Linked DNA regions of Mus musculus: region 1 is linked to region 2. Evidence: chromatin contacts called from public promoter capture Hi-C data. All regions are on one chromosome and are shown on one strand. The core of a region is the stretch at or near the end of the contact, and the rest is flanking DNA. Distances in the headings are between cores, read along the strand shown.

What was found. Promoter capture Hi-C pulls out the DNA fragments that hold promoters and counts their contacts.
Region 1: a promoter capture Hi-C map of pre-B cells shows a contact between it and region 2, with 4 times the contacts expected there. The contact joins the promoter of Klhl12 here to the promoter of 6030442K20Rik in region 2. A contact is called at or near these places in 2 of 39 promoter capture datasets (embryonic stem cells and pre-B cells).

Annotation. Positions count from the first base shown.
Region 1 is chr1:134,454,112-134,456,811 of GRCm38.p6, reverse strand. Klhl12 (kelch-like 12) reads right to left here and starts at 1,281. Exons shown (of 12, transcript NM_001311136.1): 1 at 1,147-1,281.
Region 2 is chr1:132,475,709-132,478,408 of GRCm38.p6, reverse strand. It overlaps 6030442K20Rik (RIKEN cDNA 6030442K20 gene), which reads left to right and starts at 1,345. Exons shown (of 2, transcript NR_165177.1): 1 at 1,345-1,687. It overlaps Rbbp5 (retinoblastoma binding protein 5, histone lysine methyltransferase complex subunit), which reads right to left and starts at 1,042. Exons shown (of 14, transcript NM_172517.2): 1 at 882-1,042. The coding sequence starts at 900.

The DNA.
Region 1 (2,700 bases), core at 32-2,531, 2.0 Mb before region 2:
CAACTTGCTAAAGTAAATGCTTTTTGTTTTTAAAAGGTTTGCTTAAGCTAACATAGTTTCAAACTATGAGATGCAAGAAACTGGGGATTTGCTGAATTCTCAGGAGCTGAAGATTATGAAGATTTCCTAGTGTTCTAGCACAAGGCCCAGCCTGTGATTAAACTTTAAGATTTGTTTCATAAATGACAGTAACCTCAGGGCTGCAACTTTCCTCCTAGCACAAAGCCTGACCATATATTCACCATTCAAAAACTACACATTCTAGAACAGCTAATATGTAAATAGAGGGGTTCCATTCTAAATCATTCTAGAAGGAAGAAAAAAGGCAATGAGAGAGAGAGAGAGAGAGAGAGAGAGAGAGAGAGAGAGAGAGAGAGAGAGAGAGAGAGAAAGGAGTTCTCCCCTAAGAACACCAAGCTTACCATCAAGTATTAGGGAGACCTAGGTAGGCAAGGAGTTAGATATGCGGTAATCATGGAAGCTGCAACAGTATCTTGGTAGCTGTGTCTCCCGGTTAAGCAGGGACTACACTAAGGTTCCCATGGTCAAAATCTGTAAAACTGTATTTGGGATGTTCCACCAAGGCAAACGATACTTAACAAATTGCCAAAACCGCGTTAAAGGGTCTGCATTCTCAAAAGGCACTGGCTTCATTACAATGTGTTGGAGTTTCCAAATCTCCCACCCCATACCTTGCTTTTTTTTTTTTTTTTCAAGATTGCTGGGGATAAATGCCTTACAAGAGGAGGTGAAGACCACTATAATTTGGGAGGGAAAGGGAATTATCTTACCTTCATGCATGAATATACCTTACACCTCACTAATATTCTTAAGAAACTTCTTTAAAACCCCAATGCGCTACTGCCTACCTTCGGAGGAAGCCCACTCCAATCTTTGGAGTGTGTAGCTTTACTAAATAAACGTCCCCTTACTGTTTCTCAGCTGAATTCTTTCCTCCCAGGTTAAACCTTCTCCCGGGGCAGGCGGCAGCTGCTCCGGAGAAGCCGAGAAGGCAGCGCTATGCCTGCAGCGCCCCAGCTCATCTCCTACCGACCCGGGCTGGGGGGGGTACCCGGGTTGGGGGAAGGCCGCGCCCCCGGCTGAGGGCAGAGGGAAAGGCCGTGTGTCAGGGCCGCGCTCACTCACCAGGGCTCCTGGGCCGTCCGAGCCGAGGTGCTAGGCGCCGGGCTCCCAGGCGGCTGAGCAGCCGGAGCGCCGCCGCTGCCGCCCGGACCAGCCGCTGCGGAGCAGTCTCCGTGGTAAACTCCAGTCTCGGAGTACGGCGACCGCGCGGCATGATGACGTCACGCCACGGGAGGGGCGGGCCTCTCCTGGGTTACGTCACCTTAGGAGGCCGAGCCAAGAAGTCCTGCTTACCTGAGAGCTCAGAAAAAGAGACCTGAGAGTGGGTAGACGGGTGGGTGGGGAGTGCCGCGTGTGACAGTGCGCTGGAGGCCAGAAGGACCCAAGACTGGCGGTCCCCACGCGGTATGGCAGGCGCTAGGCTGCGTTCCTGCCACACTCGGGAGACCCACGGGGTTTCAGAGTTCTCTAGGTCGGTTTCTGAAGAATCAGGCTCCGCTTCACCATAGGGAGGACTTTCCCATCCCGGATAACCACAGGGTCCTAAATGTGCCTGTCACCATGAGGCGATTGCTTCCTTCACTCCAAGGAAAAGGAACTTGTGGATTGACTGAGCCACCAGAAATGGGTCGCAGTAGGGGAAACTGCAAAGACCCTTCTCAAAGAAGACGCCACAGCCATCTCCTCTCCTCTGACTCACCATGGTCGTTCATTAGTGCTGCGGTTCTTAGGACGTTTGCTTTTCGTTGATTTTGACTTTTTGCCTTTGGCTGAGAAGGGAAAGATGTTTCTTGTTCCAGTATAGATGAATGACTAATTGGATTATCCAGTTTTCCTTTGCACGGCGTTTGGTTCTTAGGGATAGTAAAGTGTAGTCAAGAGGGCAGCGTCTTCGTTTTACATAGTGTTTTCTTCGTGTCATAGCTTCTTGATCCCAAACTGTTCCTGACATTTAAATATGGTGGACAGAGTGCAGAATTGATAGAAAATGTTGAGGGCACTCTGGAAATAGTTGTTAAAATGATCAATGTAGATCTATTTTGTCTAGGTTTTGTAGTGTAGTCATCAGACTTCAGGGCAGGAATGCTTCCCCACCAAATCTGGACCCAGAACTACTACAGCAGATGAACTTAAGGTAGCTAGAACAGAAGCTAACGATCTTGGGCACCAGGCACATACATGGTGCTCATGTATACATGTAGGCAAACCATTTATGCACATAAAATCTTAAAATTACAAAACATATCTACTGGTTCTCCTGGTCTTCTCTGGCTACTTCTGCTTTTATATATGCATTTCCCCTAGTAACATCTTTGCCCTTTTTCTTTCATCTAGGCAAATGCTTTCCTGATGAGCAGAAAAACACACAAATTCTTTAAGAATTTCTGTGAGAGCTAGACATTACACGTGCATACCCACACTTGGGAGACTAAAGCAGGAGAGAACAAATTCAAGGGGAGAAAACAATAACAACTAAAGCTGAAAATGTGGCTGGCATGTGAAAGGCCCAAGACAGGTGAAGGTCAGAGGGTTGAGAGTTTCTTTGTTTTTGTTTTTAAGATTTTATTTATTTTATGTATATGAGTACATCTTTTAAGCAAGTAAATATGAATTAGT
Region 2 (2,700 bases), core at 96-2,595:
TACACCTTTCACATACTTTCATACTTCGTCAGTATTATATCCACAAGCATGCACCCATGCTCCAATAAAGCCGCTATAAAGACAAAGAACACTTTAAAAATTATCTTTGTAAGTGGGCTGGAGAGATGGCTCAGCGGCTAAGAGTACTGACTGGCTGGGCGGTGGTGGCGCACGCCTTTAATCCCAGCACTTGGGAGGCAGAGGCAGGTGGATTTCTGAGTTCGAGGCCAGCCTTGTCTACAAAATGAGTTCCAGGGAAGCCAGGGCTATACAGAGAAACCCTGTCTCGAGAATAAAACAACTGCTTGTGTAGTTCACATTTCCGGGGATCTACACCTCCCTACGGTTAAGGACCTTAAACGGGCAGTCAAGATGACTGGATTCCAAATGCCAACTACGCCACTTAGTGCCGAATTACAACACCCTTACCTATTCCCTTAACCTTTTTTTTATTTTTTATTTTTAAAATAAAATCTGGTTAAGTAACACCTTTCCAGCAAGAGTAATCCCATCTAGGCACCGGATCCCCTGACAGGTCTTCAAAATTGACCCACCCTAGGTCACTCTTCCTCTGACTGCATCTCCAAAACTCTGGTCCTGTCTGATTTGTTACTTCAGCACCTGCGATCTTCGAAATCACAGCTCGGACAAAAAGTGCCTCAATGACTCCACAACTGATCTGAAAGCGGTTTCAGAAAAGTAATGCATTCTCTTCGGACAGAAGCTGGTCTTACTCCTGCTGCTGCAACTCCACCTCACGAGCACTCAATGAACCATCTCCGAAGAGTGTCCCTAAGGTTGCAGCCTGCGGTCCCTCCCGCCCAGGTTCCCTCCTTCCCAATACCGAAGGGTTTGCTAAGTCGCAGGCAAGCCCTCCTCACCCAGCAACTCGAGGTTCATCCCTGCAGACGCTGGCCGCCTGGTCTCCGCACCGGCAACAGTTCCTTCTCCCCCACCCGCTCAGAAGCCCCGCGTCTAAGTGGGGGGCGCCGCGAAGAGCCTGGCGCAAGCTCCGGAGACTTTCGGACTTAGAAGGCCCCGCGGCTTCCGCTTTCCTCCCCCGCCTTCCTTGTTCGTTTTACGTAGCTGTCCACATTTCTCCCTAATTAAAAAAAATATTAAACGCTCTTGTAATCAAACAACTATAATATTATCGAGGGAGAAAAAAATGTCATAGTCAGTCGGAACTCCAAAAAGTACAAGAATGTAAAGCTTTTCTCTCCGGGACCACGTAAGTGAGCAAGAAATTTCAGGCATATCACTAACCCACTAATACTCACAATGCCGTGTGTTCCTTGGGTTGTCCCGGCGGCTGCCTGAGACTCCGCAAGAAAGGTTCCGGGCGATTCTTTCTACCGCAGGAAAGCGGGAAAGGTCGGCCCCTAGTGCAAGAGTGTTGGAGCTCTTTGGCGTGGTCAGAGCGCGTGCTGGCTTGGCTCACCTTACTATGAGTACTATAATTACTATGTGTCTGACTTAGTTTCGTGAAGATTATTTCACGTCTCTAAAACTATGCTATGCATCACATAAAACGGCACGATAGTATTTGTTAGGCCCTTTCCTGCGGTATTACTGTGTACACAACATCGATTAGGGCACAGGAACATTGTCAAGAGAGATGGACTGAGTGTCCCACAGTTCTGTCAGACTTGATGTACACAGAGCAATCAGAGAAGACCAGCTAATGGTAAATAATGGGCGTGGGGTGGGAAGTGTTTATCCAATGTGGTGGGCAAGTCACCCCTGTGTAGCTATAATGACAGTAATCTAGAGGTCCTCCTAACTGACTTCACCGTTATGGGTATTTAACCCTTTCCTTGTGCGTAAAATGACAGTGATAATAATACTACTTAGAGAATTACGAGGATTAAATGAGTTAAGCATATAAAGTGCATAAAAAAATCAGGTGACAGCAAGTATAAGCCATTATTTACCAGTTACTATCTCCTAAATATGTCTTTCATGTAGCCATTTAACCCAAAAACAGTAATTGAGGCTCAGAGATATTGGACAATTTTCACTCCCTTTCGTGTCCAATATTTCCGAAATGCTATCCAAATACTATAGAACCAGAAATAATTTGTAGAAATATTTCTGCACTTCTCACAGTGATTTATTATCAGGTCTCTTTGGCTGTACCCACTGGCTTAGTGAAACAGAAAAAAAAATACATTGTTTCACTTATGAAGTAATAATGATGAACTTTTCACGTGTATATGGGTTTATTTTCTGTAGGCAGACTGTTGGTGTCCCTGGCCATGTTTTTTTCTAATGGAACATGCATTTTGTAAAATTTTCAAGGAAGGAATAATATGATCAAGTTAATGTTTAAAAAATAAAAATTCCTACCCAGTCTTATAGCTCATATATGTAATCTCAGCACTCAGGAAGGAGCCTGGGCTCCCTAGTGAGTCCTGGAGTGAGAGAGAAGAAGGAAATAACATTAGACGGGTTGGGATTTTTGTTGTTGCAGCTGCTGCTGCTGTGCTGGTTTGCTTTGGTTTGGGTTTGGGTTTGGGTTTGGGTTTGGGTTTGGTTTGTTTGCTTTCAGCTCTTCTGGTACTGGTGATTGAACCTAAGCCTTACCTACAGAGCCTACCTATAAGCCTAGCCCTAAAGATCAACCTCTTAAAGACACTGTTGAGTAGGAGTTCCGGTGAGGGGTAAAAACTCTCCAGGAGTTTACTGTTGGCCGTGAAG